2 separate regions of the Mus musculus genome follow, and region 2 is linked to region 1. Evidence: chromatin contacts called from public Hi-C data. All regions are on one chromosome and are shown on one strand. The core of a region is the stretch at or near the end of the contact, and the rest is flanking DNA. Distances in the headings are between cores, read along the strand shown.

Region 1 (7,727 bases), core at 1,367-3,866:
GCTGGAAGGTGAGGCTCTACACGAAGTCTGTCAAAAAGTAAGATGACACTGCTGAGCGAGAGCACGAGACAGGGAGGTGAGCACCTGAGCAGAGGCAGGGCTGTGGGCCCCAGAGAAAGAACCTGGAAACCCTGCCACCTTCCCGGGAAGCAGCGGCAAGCACTTTTCCGAAGGCACCTTCTTCTAATTTCTTAGCGTCTCTCACTTCACTGGCTGAAATACAACAGGGATGTACTTGAAGCCGTCAGTTAGCTCCCAGTTCTATCAGGGAGAGGCAGCCGCTTCTCCATTTCCTATCATTTCCCCAAAACACAGGAAATCGCTTTCTCCTACACTGCAGGGGGAAAAAAAAATCAAGATAAGAACTTTCACTCCCCACAGAATCAAGCTGAGAATACTGTCCCTAGATTCCAAATGGAAAAGTCTGGGCATTCATCAGCAAGCACTCCACACATGGGAGAAGTGCCTTTCTGCTTATTCAGTACAATACAAATGACAAATGAAGGAGTAGTGTGACATTGCTTTTATCAACGACACCTTGGCTTCTTCTAATCCTGAAGCCACCAATAACATACATGGGTAGGTATGTACAGATACACACATTCTGGCAAATTAACACTCCACCCACTCTGACCATAGAGCTGCCACCTGACCCTTCTAACTTCTTCTGGGTATGTATAGAATGCTATTGCACATATGCACAAAGTGGTCTGTGTGTGTCAACAACTGTGTCGAGCACCCAATTTCCGTGATGTCAAAGAGAACCAGAACAGCAAAAAGTAGAGAAATTGCCCCTTTGCTTGAAAGGTGCAAGATCCAAAGAAATGTTTTGATCCCACTAGAGACATACCAGGGCCAAAGGAAGATTCTGGTACAACAAGGAGCACACAAGCTACCTCTTCTCAAATGGCATGTGGGCGACAAGGGTGTCTACACTCCCTATTCTGGATAGAAAGGCATATGGCTTCTCCTTACCCAGCCAACATGAATACAATTTGAGAAAATTAGAGAAAGTCAAGGTAACAGGCTCACTAAATATGGCTGACTGGGAAACAGGAGCCATAAGGAGGGTCTGAGTTCTCTCAGAAAAAAAAAAAAAAAAGAAGAATTGGGAAGTTTATTTCCAAGAAAGATTCAAAGACTTCTTGAGAGTGGGATGCATAAAGTCTGGTTCTTTCTGCTCAGAAGACAGGAATCAGAACACCAAATTCAAGGGCACTGGACCCTTTTCCCAGTGGGATAGTGTTAACTGGTGAAGGGTGCCCCCTAAGATCCAAGAGTGAACGGGAAGCAATAGATCCTTCTTTTCCTGCAAGAAACAAGTACTGAGGTCCCTTACACTCAAGTGGTAGGCACATCGGAAGTCCTGCCTGCCCTACATCTTACTGGGGCGCCCACCCTGGCCCAGACAGGGAACTCCAAGGAGAGAGGCAGACAGCTAGGGAGAGGAGCATTGGAGCGTCCGGTTTTCCCAACAAGAAAGAGGGCAACTCGAAGGGTGTTCAGGAAATGAGCTCACCCTAACCCAGGAAAGTGTACGGAAAGAGTACAGATCTGGAAGAAGTGTCTGCCTGCCTATTTAGAAATGACTTCAGAGCTGCACAGGGCCCCACAAGCCACTGGGTGAGCTAAGAAGGAAGAACATGGGTAGCCCCGAGTCCCCTTGTCCTGGCCAAAAAAAAAAAAAAAGATTAACCCAGCGTGCAGAGGCTCCGCGGCCCCACGAGAGTCCCCTCAAAAAGGGGACAGGCTGACACGGAACCCTCAGTGCTCGGAGAGGATCGGGGTCACGGAAGGTAAAGGGCATGGCAGTGTGGAGACCCCACCCTCCCGGTAGTGAGGGTGCAAGGGCAAGTGTGGAAGAGCATGCTGTGAGGGGCGGGGAGGCCGCGCGAGGACCCCGGCCCTGCTGGGGGAGGGGTCGCCCGGGGCCTCGGCCGAGGGGCGCTCGGCACGAGGGGGGCCCCCTGGCGGGGACCCGCGCGGGGACACCCCCCACGCCGGCGCTAGGAGGCGCCGCGCGGCCCGAGGGGGGCTGTGGAGGGGAACGTCCGGCCCTGACGCCGCTACGGCCGCCGGCACCGGTGCCCGCGAGCCCCCGCGGCCCGGGAAACTTTCCGCCCCGCGGCCCCCTGACACCCCGACCGACACGGCGGGGATGCCCCGGGCCGGGTGCGGGAGGCGTCGCGGCTTCTCCTCCTCCTCGCTGGGCCCGGCCCCCGCCCCGCGCGCCCCCCGCCCCGGCCTGCCGCCCCCGGGGCTGGGTGCGGGGCGCCCCGCTCGGCCGGCCCGCGAGTCACCTCAGGACTCGGCCGCGCTCCGCCCCCCCCACCCCGCCGGCGCCCTCCCCGCGCCCGCCGCGCCCCCGCGCTCGCGCCCCGCGCCGCCGATGCCCGGGATGTCCGGCGCGGCCCCGGGCTCGCCGTGTCGCCGCCACCCTGACAGCCCCGGGCCCTCACGCTCCGGCTCTCACCTTCCGGCTTGTTTTCGGCAGCCATTTCCCCTCCGCGCGCCACATCCTCCTCCTCCTCGCGACCGGGACCCCGAGCGCGCGCCTCGTACCGCCGCCGCCGCCGGCCCAGCCACCCCGCCGCCGCCGCGCACCCGCCCTGGCCCCGCCCCGCGGCCCACGCACAGCGCCCACTGGTTGGTGCGTCTGCCAGTCACGGCTCCCGCGACCAATCGGACCGCACCAGGGGTCTCACTACTCTCCGGGAGGAGCGTCCTATCCACCCTGTCCATTGGCTGATCACCACCGCACCGACTAAAGTGATTGGCCTGGAATCAACGCCCCCTCCCCACCCACTCCCGGGAAAACCCGCCCTCCAGACCTAAACAAAGCTTCCTAGTGGACAGAGGTCGAAAGGATGGCCCAATCAGGATGAGGCTGACACGGAATATTTCCTCGAGGCCGAGACGTGGTGTTTTGATTGGACGTCACTACAGTGTTTCCCAAGCCGTCCAGACCAATCAAAGGGGGTTCCCGGAACTCGGGAACGGCTGTGGGAAGCCCCGCCCCCCAGCGTGACCGTCATGAGGAAGGCGCTCGCTCATTGGTGTGCTGGGGCTTTTCCCGCGTGCTCCGGGAGCTGAAGGACGTTCCCGGGGAAGCCGCTGCTGGCGCGTGGGGGTCCCGGTGTCTTCGGAGGACACGCTGGGATCTCCGGGATCCCGCAGCCTGCGGCGCTGGCGGGGGGCGGCCCTGCCGGAGGGATACGTAAGGCACCGAGGCGTGCCGGTTCACAGCGTTCCCGAACCGTTTAGCCGAGAGTCGGGGCGTCGCTGCCCGACACGGGGGAGGGGCGCACCTCCCGGCAGACCACGCCCCTCGGCCAAATCCCGCCCCTTCCTGGCCTCAGCCCCGCCCCCTCGGCCGGCGCAGCGTCCCCGCGGCCACCCTACGCTCCCGCCTGCCTTGCGCTCCTCTGTCCCCTTTTCTAGCGGCTTAAAATACTGAAACTTTATTTTGGTCACGTTGCCCATGTGACCGGCGGAGCCGATGAGTCATAGGTGCCTGTCCCAGGCTGCAGCCGCGGATCTAGGGCTCGGAACGCTCGACCTCGGCTAGCCTAGCCAATCCCTCCCGGGCTCCCGGCGCTTCGGTCGGGTTCCAGCCGCAGCTCCGCGCAGCTCTCCTGCCTGTAGGTCCACACCGGAGAGATTCGCACGCCCTGCAGACACAAGCCCGGGCCAGAAGAGCTGCAAAGTACTGCGCCTTCTCGAGAGAAATCAGGGGCTCTGAACGTGGCCAGAAAATAGAGGAAAGGATGGAAGGAGAGAGGGAGGGGAAGGGCAGAGTGCAGGAATTCCGCACATAGAAAAATAAAAGGGAAGGAGAAGAGGGAGGGCAAACACCATGCAGGGATTCTGCAGGTGCACTGAAGGGAAGCGGGAGGGAAGGAAGGAGAATGCACTTTAATGAAAAGCAGCTGAGCTCCAGATCCTCTCTGTAAACTTGCACTGTTTGATTCCTCAACATTTTTTTCTCTCTCTCTCCGTTTGCTACTAGCAGAAACACTGAAAAGTCGATCGAGTGTTTTGGCGTTAGGATTGATCGTCAAAGCCAGTCTGTGCCAATCCTAACAACGTGTGGTCTTCTTATGATGGTCACCGTTGAGAATTGCTTAGGTTGTTCCAAAAATAAAGATGTCCCAAAAGAATGTTTTGTATTGTATACTCATTCTTCAACAAACTTTAATTTTATGAGCCTCAAAAAAAAAGGCGAAATTTTTAACAACCAGGGTACAGTATTTTATCGATTAGCATTCTTAATAGCACTAGTGTAGACGATTTGGGAGCGGAAACCTGCCTCTGGAAACGCTGGTGGCGTTGTAAGTTAGAATAACTCTTTCAAAAAGCAATTTCACAGTATGTATTAAAAGCCGTAAAAATATCTACATCTTTTGACCTAGTAATCTTACTTCTGAGAATCTGTTCTAAGGAAATAACTCCAAATTGGGTGTGGGGTTGCTCAGTGTGTGACGGTGTTCTTCACTAATCACTGTGTTTGTTACAACAAAGAAATGAACGCTGAAGGCTGGGGAGGTGGCTCCACAGTGAGAGGCTCAATCGGCTTTCCCAGGGGACCCCAGCCCCGTTCCCAGCACCCACACTGGACAGCTCAGAACTGCCAGGGGCTCCGGCTCTAAACCACCCGTGCTCATCCCTCATATATACCACATATACCTGTACATCCCTCATTCATACACATAGTTAAAAAAATAATAACGTATTTTTTTAAGTGGACACGTCCCAAAGTGCTAATGTTGGCTGTTTAACAGATAAATTGTCAGAAGTGGACAATCACTTATTGCTGGAGGCCCGGGAGATATTCAAGTTTTTGGTGTTCATTTACAAATATAACAGAATGACGGTACAGAATACTGCATTTGAGAGCTAAGGATGTGGCTCAGTCTGGAGAGTGTTGTGACTAGCATGGGCGAAGTTTTACATCCCATCCCCCACCCACCCACCGTATGAACCAAGCATGGTGGCACAGGCTGCTAACGCCAACACTCCGGAGCCGGAGGCAGAAGGGTCAGAGACAGTCAAGATCTCCTCCAGTTACAAAGCAAATTTATCTCAAAGGAGAGCAACACACAGACAGAGTGAGCATGCGTGCTTCATTTTATAAAAGACTGGCGCAATGTGTTTAAGAAATGGCATCTAGGAGGTTGAGACTATTACCTAACTGTCTCTATTTTTCTATAATATAGCCACAATACAGTTACATTGCATTTATAATTAAAGTTAAAATCCTGAGCTAGAGAGATGGCTCAGCAGTTTAAGAACACTGACTGCTCTTCCAAATGTCCTGAGCTCAAATCCCAGCACCCACATTGTGTTTCCTGTCAACAACCCCAGTTCGGGAGGATACAGCACCTTCTTCTGGCCTCAAAGGACATTAGGCACAAGGTATACATACACATATGCAAGCAAACCACTCAATAAGTTTAAGCCAATAGCAAGCCTGCACACACACACACACACACACACACACACACACACACACACCTGTAGTATCAGATACTCAGGAGCCTGGTACAAGAAGATCACTTAAGCACAAGGACTCGTGGCCTCCCTGTCAACACAGTGAGACCCTCTTGTAAATAACGATGACGATAACAACTGCACCTTCCGCATGCTGTGGACACACATGCTGCATGTACTCCTGAGACTATACCCATGAGCAGAGAGCATCTATCTTCAAGGAGCTCACAGGCTAACAACATTAACAAGAGCCCGGGAGAGCACTGTGCAAACATGGAAAGCAGTAAGCAGTGTCACATGAACCTCTGGAGTGTCACCATCACCATCAAAACCCATAGACCAGGCACTATAGTAGGCCCTTAATGAAGAATAGAGAGGTCCGTAAGACACGGGGTCTCTAAGGCTATTTCAGGGGACCCACAAGGCCCAAAGCTTTTCCATGCTCATACCATGTTGGTCTCTCGCACGTGTACAGATCTGCAATAGTCGCGTAGCACATCCTCACAACAACTGTGTGCAGAAAGGAGAGTGCAGCCAACTCCTGTCATGCTCGAGAGTAACAAAACTTGCAAACTTATAAACAGAACAGTGTTGCCTTCCAGGTCATCCTTTGCTTTCTTTTGATAAATAGTTACTATATCTCATTTAAAAACATGATTTGTGTTAATATGTAATGAGCTTGTTATTCTTTGGAAGTGAACTGGTTACTTTTAAATTTTCTTAGTTTTAATTTAGACAATAACATCCAATTCAACATAAGCACACTTACATAAGCCAAAGCTCACTGGGTTCCCAGTGATTTCAACTATATAAAGAAATTATTAAACCAAGGTGTTCAGGAATTCCTGAGCTGGAGAAAGGCTGGGCTGGGGGCTGGGGGGTTGCTTGAGAGAGAAACCAAGAGATGTGCAGTGTGTGTGTGTGTGCAGTGTATGTGTGTGTGTGTGTGTGTGTGTGTGTGTGCGTGCATACAGTATGTGTGTACAGTGTGTGTGTGTGTGTGCAGTGTGTGTGTACAGTGTATGTGTGTGCAGTGTGTTTGTGTGTGTGCAGTGTATGTGTGTGTGTGGTATGTGTCTGTGTGTGTACAGTGTATCTATGCAGTGTGTGTGCAGTGTGTGTGTGCAGTGTGTACTGTGTGTCTGTGTGTGTGGTATGTGTGTGTGTGTGTGCAGTGTGTCTATGCAGTGTGTGTGTGTGCAGTGTTTTGTGTGTGTGTGTTTGTGTGTACAGTATATGTGTGTGTGCAGTGTGTGTGTACAGTGTGTGTGTGCAGTGTGTGTGTACAATGTGTGTGTGTGCAGTATGTGTGTGTGTGTGTGTGTGTGTGTGCAGTGTATTTGTGTGTGTGGTATGTGTCTGTGTGTGTACAGTGTATCTATGCAGTGTGTATGCAGTGTGTGTGTGCAGTGTGTGCTGTGTGTCTGTGTGTGTGGTATGTGTGTGTGTGTGTATGTGCGTGTGCAGTGCGTCTATGCAGTGTGTGTGTGTGTGCAGTACGTGTGTGCAGTGTGTGATATGTGTCTGTGTGTGTGCAGTGTGTGTGTGCAGTGAGTGTCTGTCTGTCTGTCTATCTGTCTGCATGTGTCTCTGTGTGAGACATAAATACCTTGTGGAAGTCAGTTCTCTCCGTCCACTGCGAGGATCCTGAGGACTGAACTCTGGTCTTCAGGCTTCATGGCAAGCACCTCTACTTACTGAGCAATCTCACCAGCCCCCTACCTTATTTTTTGAGACAGGGTCTTTCATAAAACCTGGCACTCACCAATTCAACTAAATTGGCTGGGCAGCACACCCCAGAGTCCTCTTGTCTCTGTCACTAGGATTAAAGACAGACATCATAGTGCTCTACTTTTTGTCTGTAGTAGCTGAGTATCAAAAGCAGGTCCTTATATACTCAGCAAGCATTTTACGGACCTAACCTTCTCTCCAGCACTGGGATGCTGGGGAGTTTAAGGATTTTAAGTAAAGAAAGTGGCCTGAGAGCTGATGGATGGAACCGACACCAGTTAGGATTTTTGAGATGAATAGCTTGTTACATTTGGTCAGTATTTACTGAAAGAGAACGAGGACTTCCAGACCACTCCAGGCAGCTTCGTTTTCCCTTTTAGCAATTAAAACACAGAAATGCGCATTAACACTAGCCATGGGGTTGCAGGTGAAGTTATTTAAACAACAGCTCTGGCTGTAAAAGCTTTCCACCGTGGCCTTGAGTAAAACTCCCCTACTGCACCTGC
Region 2 (7,727 bases), core at 1,384-3,883, 3.1 Mb after region 1:
GCCCAGCGCCCCTCCCCCACCCCGCAGTGCTTCTGCCGGGCAAAGCCCGCCAGCCAGAGGCAGCCTTTACCCCTCCCCCTTTGCAGCTACTCAAGTCGGATGGTGTGAGCCAGGAGCCCAGAGAGTTTCCCACACTTTGGCCCCATTCACAGTGTTAAACGGCCCACAAAGGCCAGGCGTGTGCCTCAGAGGCCGCCTGGGCTGCCATCTGGCCCGCACTCGGGGAGGCAACCAGCCTTTCATCCGGCTGGGATTTAACACCATTCATTTCATATTTCCCACAACTGAAAATTGGATCAAAGCTGCTAGGGGGAGAGGGAGGGGGAGGGGGTTGAGGAGGGGCAGGGGAGGGGGTGGCCCTCCCCATGGCCCACCCACCACCCTCACCTCTGGAAGGCCGGCTCTCCTAACCCACCGCGGGTGGGCGGGAGGTTGGGGTGGGATGGAGGTTGGACCATATCTCCTGGCACGCGTCTCATTTGGGTGAGGAGCTGGCTCAGGGGAAGGTACTTACTGGAAGTACAGAACACAAGCCTTAGCCAACTGTTCCCACCAGAGTGTTGGGAAGCAAGTCTGTGCCTAGATGACCCCCATATCCAGGTACAGTCTTGGGTCCTTGCTGCCAGCAGCCAGGAGCAATGGTCAGAGCATATAGACTCAGACTCTGTTTCCGGTTGGTGGGCTTCACGCCCTCCCTGGTCTGTTTGTATTCCCTAGGACCTTTGAATGCCTAATCAGGCTCCTGAGCCCTTCCTGCAGGGCATACAGGACAGGCACACAGGTGACCAGATTTTCCTGCCCTCCCCACTCCCAGGAGTCCGAGATCCACGACATGGCTAAATTTGACTACCATGTGGTGTGAACTTCTTGTTGGCTGCAAACAAGATTTCACTGAGAACCACCAGACTCCTCTTCCTTGTAGTTTGAGGGGGCTGCTTGACCACCACACAGTGCCAACCACTGCTAGATCTCAGGGCTGTAGAAGCAGAAGCCCAGACATACAGCCCCGAGCCTCCCTTCTGCACTTACAGGGTACCTCTGTCAGAGCTCGGGTGAGGGTTGTGGCAGGGACTAAGGGAGGTGAATTCTGCACTTATATCTTGCACTGGACAGACCATCCTGTGCTGCCTCAAAGCCAAGCCTTCCCCTCTGTCCCAGATGCTTCCATCCATGGTAACCCAACAACCCCTTGTGCTAAGAGCTTCTGGAGCAAGACCTTCGGAATAGATCATTTACAGCAGTGGGTCACTACCATAGCAGGAGGGCGTTTCCCTAGTGGGCACTGTGAAGGCCCTTCAGTTCCTGAGCTCAGACATGGCTGACATCCATCCAGAGAACCTGGTTTCATTCCACACTGGCTATTGTGCTCTGATGCCAGCCTCCTGGTTTGGGCCTGGCTAGGTCTTAGGTTGACCCTAGGAGGAAGCACGGGGCCTTATCTCCTCCCTCAGCCCCTGCAGAGTATTGGGGAAATAGTACAGGTTCCAGATGGAGGGACGCTCCTACATGGCCATCCCCTAGGTGTCTAGGGTGTGACTAGTAAGGTCACCTGGTTAGGAACCACGGTTATCAGTTCTTACAAAGAGGCCCATCCACACTGGCACAGCATTCATATGGGGGCTTATTTTTAGGTCTCCCACCTTCTACCTGCCAACACAAAATGCTGAATGAAACTGGAACACACACACAGAGGCATGCACGCGCGCGCCCGCACGAGCTGAGGGGGATGTCATGAGAGGAGTTAAGGGCAGCCATGGTTTCCTAAAAGCCACGCGGGAGTAGTGATCACGGACAGCATGAAGGAGGCACGGTCCTCCTGTTTCAGAGATGCATGTGGCACCTGGTGACACAAGAGCAGTCCAGATACCCTGTGGGTTCAGGGGTTCCTGAGGGCTTCCTAGGTATGGGGCTTTGTGCTAGGCATTATCCAAAGCAAATTCAGCTAGCCTAGAAGTACGCTTGGCAGGCTCCGCGCGTGGCCATTTCTAGCTGCGGAGAAGTCACTCCTCTCAACTGACAGAACTGGCAATAAAGCGCCTAAATTCTAAATACATGAGTCCCTCTCTCATCCTGTACCTGCGAATGGCATGGCGGCAGCATCTGTTTGAGAGAATGTGGCCCACTTTAACCCACTGTGCCTGTGGGCAACAGGTCCCAGCTGGGGAGGGTGCCCACTCCTCTGGAAGTCGCTGTCTGTTCATTGTAAAACTCTCATTTCTCTGCGCCTGTGGCCTCTGCCAGCCAGCGGTGGGGAGCCTCTGGGGAGTGGGAGGGAAGAAGGGAGAGAAGGGGGGGGGAGAGCACTCCTTCCTGCCCTCCCCACCTCCCCGCGGCCTGGGAAAAGGCAGCATATTGAGGCGCGGGGCTCTCAGCATCAGGCCCCGGGATGCTAATGAGGGCGAGCGCGTTCCCACAGCCCGGACATTGTGCCGCGCGGCCCACCTGCTCCTCGGGGAGCGACCATTGTGCCCGCGCCAATTCACAGGCAATTTAGCGTGCGCTAATGGGCCGGCGCCTTTGTGCGGCCGGCGCCGCCATTGGCCGCCGAGTGTGGGAACGGCCGCGGCGCCCGGACCCCAGGCGCCGGGCCGCTGCCCGCGCCTATATAGGGCTGGCGTGCTGGGGTCCAGGTCGCGCCAGTCCGGGACGCCTGGCTCTGTCCGCTCCGCTCCGCTCCGCTCGCTAATCGCCTCCAGAGCTCCAGGCATGGCCCCAAGTACCGTGGCGGTGGAGATGCTCAGTCCCAAGGAGAAAAACCGAGTAAGTGCAACTCGCCCGGCGCGCGCCGTCCGGTTCCCCCGGGGCCTCCGGCGTCCGCCGCCCACCTGACGCCTCTCCTCCCGCAGCTGCGGAAGCCGGTGGTGGAGAAGATGCGTCGGGACCGCATCAACAGCAGCATAGAGCAGCTGAAGCTGCTGCTGGAGCAGGAGTTCGCGCGGCACCAGCCCAACTCCAAGCTGGAGAAGGCCGACATCCTGGAGATGGCCGTCAGCTACCTGAAACACAGCAAAGGTGAGCCCGGCGCCTGCGCCCGCCTCCTGCTCCCGGCCGATGTGGCTCCCACCGCGCGCGCCCCACTCATGCCGCTTCGTCTCCCCACAGCCTTCGCCGCGGCCGCCGGCCCCAAGAGCCTGCACCAGGACTACAGCGAGGGCTACTCCTGGTGCCTGCAGGAGGCGGTACAGTTCCTGACCCTGCACGCCGCCAGCGACACGCAGATGAAGCTGCTTTACCACTTCCAGCGGCCCCCAGCTCCCGCCGCTCCTGCCAAGGAGCCCCCGGCGCCCGGAGCTGCGCCCCAACCGGCCCGCTCCTCCGCTAAGGCTGCTGCTGCTGCGGTCTCCACCTCGCGCCAACCCGCCTGCGGCCTCTGGCGGCCCTGGTGACCCAGCGGCCGACCGGTGCCTGGAGCGGACCAGAGGATGAGCTCGTTCCTCTGGATGTGGGAAGACATTCCCCAGCCGCAGTTCAGCCCCAGGTTGGCCGCTACCTTCTTCCGAAGGCTCCCTCCTCCGGCTGGCTGGCCAGCAGGAGGGTCATTCTTAGAGAATGTGTGTGCAGAGTTGTCATTTGGGGATAATCAGGGCCCACCCTCTGCCGCCCGTCCGACCCCGTGGGGTTGTTTTGTGTTTGCATTTCAGCAAGTGACTTCTGCGAAGTTCCTGGTCACCACCGGGGGTTCTATGATATTTGTAGAGTCGGGGGTTGGCTCACCCCAGCCCGTAGAGGACTTTCTTCAGGGCCCGTTGCTGCTGGGCAAGCACCCTGCAGGCGGGCTGTGCCCTGGGCACATTTGCCTTTTGTGAAGGCGGAACTGCAGGTGTTTCCTCATAGGAAAGCACTCAGCCTGCGTGGGCGTAGGGCCCATGGGGCCTCACCTCAAGGTCCACATGGCCTTGGCTGTCTGATGCGCGCTCACAGTGGGCTGTCTGGGAGGGTGGGGTCTCCACGATGATCCTTAAAGGATTCCTTTGTATGGGTGGGTGCATGTGGGCACGATTTTGTACTTAGAATTTGAACTCTTGGTCATGTGGGAGAACACAGGCTGTTCTGAAGGCTTCTAATAAAATATCAAGCCCTCCATGTCTGTGCCTCTCGTCTGTCCTTAGCAGCCTAGGGGCAGCCTGCCCGGTGACCGGAGGTGGAACAGTGGGATCTACCATGTTCACAGTGAAACCGGGATCAGGAGGAGTGCTTGCTGGTGGTCCTCTGCCATAGAGGAAAAAGGGAGGGCAGGAGGTGGAGAGGAGAGGGGCATACAGAGCTGTTGTTGCTCTCATGGTGAACAAGACCTGGGTGGCCGCTGGGGGTTTCTGCTAGCTCCCAGGTCAGGGTAGGGGAAGAGATCCTAACAACTGTAGACTCTCTGCTTTGTCCACTGAGAGGAAGCTGAGGGCCTCAGTGGACCTCTTGCTGCAGCAAGAGGCTCGGCTGTGCCGAACCTGAGAAAGTATCTGTTCTAGCTCCCGCTTCCCCTTAGTTCACCTGCTTAGGCGATTCATAAATGCCCTCCCTTCCACAGAGCGACCAGGGCCAGGACTGACCCATTCCATTCAAACTATGAGCCTGGTAGGTATGGGCTATTGTCTAAGACAGGGTGTCCGCTTTAAGGCAGGCTATAGGTTAGTCAAGTTCACAGGGCTCTCCAAAGGCAAAACCCATGGAGCAAGAAGTGGGAAGGTGTGTCTACATGTCTTCTGAAGGACAAAGTCATAGATGTGGCTCCCATCCCGACTTGGATCTTTCCCATCTAGAAGTTCATTAGCCACCACCCCCCTCTTATTCCTATCCACTCTGCCAGGGACCACCTGAGGACCCTTCTGTGACCCACGTATAGTAAGCAAGGACAGAGAACCTCATCTGCACTCATTTAGCTTACCACAGGAGCAGCAGAACTTCTACAGATGGGGAGGAGGCCAGTGCCCTTGTGGAGTGTCCTACACACAGGCCGGGCATACTCCACTTACAGGGACTGAAGTTGCTGGGTCACCTCACTCTCAGGAGCCCTGCCACTCTGGAGCAGGCTCTCCCATTCAGAGTACACCCACTCTGTTGGCAGGCACATACAAGGTTGCCTCCTCTCGGAATCAATGTAGATAGATATATGGCAGCTGAGCCTGCGCACTGCCTCAGTCCTGTGCTCCAGGAGCCTGGCAAGTCAGTGAGCAACTGCCTGCAGACAGAACCTTGCAGAGAGCGAGGTATTAAGTTACACGATGGCCCTCTTGGAGGACACAGTGCTCTCTCTCAAGGGACTTAAATCAACAGGAACTCCAGATCACCTCCACTTTGAAGCCCGGTCCCCTCTTCCATGCGCCCTCTCCCTTTCCCTCCTATACTTTGCAAAGATTGCTGTTAAACTGCCGATCTTCCCCAGCTGCAGACGCACGACCCTATTCATATCCCTTCCCCCTGGCTGGGCATTTCTCGAATGTAGGGTCTTTAAAACTACTCCAATTAACATGGGAGTTTTAGAATTGAAGGTCCCACTTCTTTGGGAAACCAGGATGGTGGGTCACCCTAGCAGAAATTACAGCAGCTTGCAGGGCCAGCCTCACAGCAAGGAGATATGAAAGCACGATCGCCAAAATCAACCCAAGTTAGCATCTAGCCAGCTCAGCGAAAGAACAATATTCCAAAAGCTTCATATTGGTAGTTTGGAAAATAACGGCCCTCCCTTCCCAGTCCTGGCCTCTGGGACACTTGCTTGTCTAGGACGGTCGGGTGGCCTGGCCTCCAGCACAGGCGGACGGGGGGCGGAGACTCATTAGCATAATTTATGCACGCGGTCGTTTAGCAGTCAATTATATGCGCATATATTTCCATGGCTGATGAGGCTGGCCGGGCACTTTCAAAATGGCGGAGCGTGGAGCGAGTGGCGGCGGGAGCGGCGGGGACAGTCTGGACAAGAGCATCACGCTGCCCCCCGACGAGATCTTCCGCAACCTGGAGAACGCCAAGCGCTTCGCCATTGATATAGGTAGACACGGACCGGGTACTCAAGAAAGTGGCCGGAGCAGTGGGCGCGGGCGGCCAGCCAGCGGGGGCGGCGGGAAGGACGAAGGGCGGGGGCGCGGGCCATGCGCACAGCCTCACGGGTCGCCGCACAGCCTCTCGGGACTCATAGTGTGCGCGGCGTCAAGGTGCGGGACCGAGCGGGCTGTGGGACTCCAGCTCCCGGTAGGCGCTGCGCGGTTGGAGCGGGGCACGTCGGGCCTCGTAGTCCGCGCAGCGCCGGTGGCTCAGTGGAGGGACGGGCGGGGCGGGTGGCCTCGGGGGTCCTCATCTGCTCAGAGTCCCCCGGGATGAGGCTGGCCATGGCCCCGCGGCGCACTCCGCCGGAGTTCCGGCTTCCCAGTGAGCTGTGGAGACGTTGGGCCTGGACACTTGTCGAGCGCTGCAGCGTGGACCGTGGCTACGGCCGCCGCCTCCTGCGCGCCTAGGAGTTCACCTTCCTGCCGACCCGCTACAGGCCCACCTTAGATCCCCTTCGCGCGTTGGGCAGCCTCATGCCCACTAACAAGTCCTCGGGGGAGGTTCTTTCATCGCCCTGGTGTGCAGATGCGGAGACCAAGGCACAGAAGAAGGCTAGCTTTCTCCGTGGTCTCTCTATTCGTAGATCCAGGATGGGAGCCGGCCAACGCTCCCCCTCCCCCTCCCCCACCCCTACCCCTGTCCCCCAAGCTCTCTGCTCTGCATCCTGTTATTGAGGAGCTTTGTACCCAATTGCTTGCAGGCGTTTCCCCGCGTATCTCTTGATGCCAGCATTGTCAGTGAGGCCCCACACAGCCGGGCAGCATCCGCAGTCTTGGACTTATCTCCGTGAATCAATGGGTGTGCTGCTGGCTCTTAGCCTCCTTGGAAAGCCTAGGTTGTTAAGAGACTGTGAAGAATCTCGTTACTTCTGGAATATTGAATAAGTCCCCCACCCTCTTGCTTTTGGGTTGTCTCTCTGACGTGTTCTTCCTTGGGAGGAATGAGGAATGGAAGAGAAAGTAAAGATGGCCTGCTGGCTTGTCCTGTGTTCCAGCTTTATCAAGGGCTCAGGAGGGTGGTGGAGTGGGCCAAGATTCTACTAGCACCTGAGATAACTCGGTGACTGGCTGTATATTAGTTTAGAAGTGATGAGCTTGCAGCCCCAGCAGAGGGGACTGTCCACAACCTGACCTCTCCAAAGGCCCCAAGGCAGCTGTTCCAGGATCCTGAAACCTTCACTCCAGGGCTGGGTTTTATGCTTTGCCCTGTGGTCTTATACTTATTCATTAGGAAGGAGGCAAAATTAAATAACTGTGTCTGGAAAGCAGGTGAAAATGAATTCAAACATCATCAGGCAGTTAAGAAAATAGGGTTCACCTCAGATAATCTATTTGGTACCTAGAGACCATCTAACCAACAGCCAATAAAGCATGAGCTGTAGTAGAGAGGTGCCTTCGAGCTGAAGGCCTGAGGCCAGACCAGGGCTGTCTGGACAGAAGGACATTGCAAGGGATGTTCAGTGTTGGGTTTTGCTTCCATCGTCGTCTGGGTCCTGAATCTGAGATTGGAAAGTCATGTGTTCCTGAAAACAGACCTTTTTTCTTTTGTTCTTTCTTTCTTTTTTTTTCTGCAACTGATGGGAGGTCACAGCTCAGGATGGGGTTGACAGCTTAGGCACCTACAAAACATCTTGTCGCAGTGTTGTTTAAAAACAGCCTTCTCCTGTTTCCTCCTTCCTCACTGTGTCCCTG

The links. Hi-C and Micro-C count contacts between places; a contact is called where the count stands out from the background.
Region 2: a contact with region 1 is called in a Hi-C map of B cells, with 7 read pairs. The contact joins the promoter of Hes5 here to the promoter of Camta1 in region 1. A contact is called at or near these places in 1 of 39 promoter capture datasets (pre-B cells) and 1 of 484 Hi-C or Micro-C datasets (B cells).

What each region holds. Positions count from the first base shown.
Region 1 is chr4:151,859,152-151,866,878 of GRCm38.p6, forward strand. Camta1 (calmodulin binding transcription activator 1) reads right to left here and starts at 2,617. Exons shown (of 24, transcript NM_001081557.3): 1 at 2,474-2,617. The coding sequence starts at 2,518. All of the region lies in intron 2 of Gm42357 (a long non-coding RNA gene), which reads left to right. It overlaps 9230110K08Rik (a long non-coding RNA gene), which reads left to right and starts at 2,593. Exons shown (of 2, transcript XR_390981.3): 1 at 2,593-3,706; 2 at 4,013-4,160.
Region 2 is chr4:154,958,290-154,966,016 of GRCm38.p6, forward strand. It overlaps Hes5 (hes family bHLH transcription factor 5), which reads left to right and starts at 2,634. Exons shown (of 3, transcript NM_010419.4): 1 at 2,634-2,760; 2 at 2,847-3,012; 3 at 3,103-4,082. The coding sequence starts at 2,707. The coding sequence ends at 3,386. Pank4 (pantothenate kinase 4) reads left to right here and starts at 5,834. Exons shown (of 20, transcript NM_001305804.1): 1 at 5,834-5,980. The coding sequence starts at 5,857. Gm42363 (a long non-coding RNA gene) reads left to right here and starts at 5,988. Exons shown (of 2, transcript XR_881640.3): 1 at 5,988-6,180; 2 at 6,737-7,024.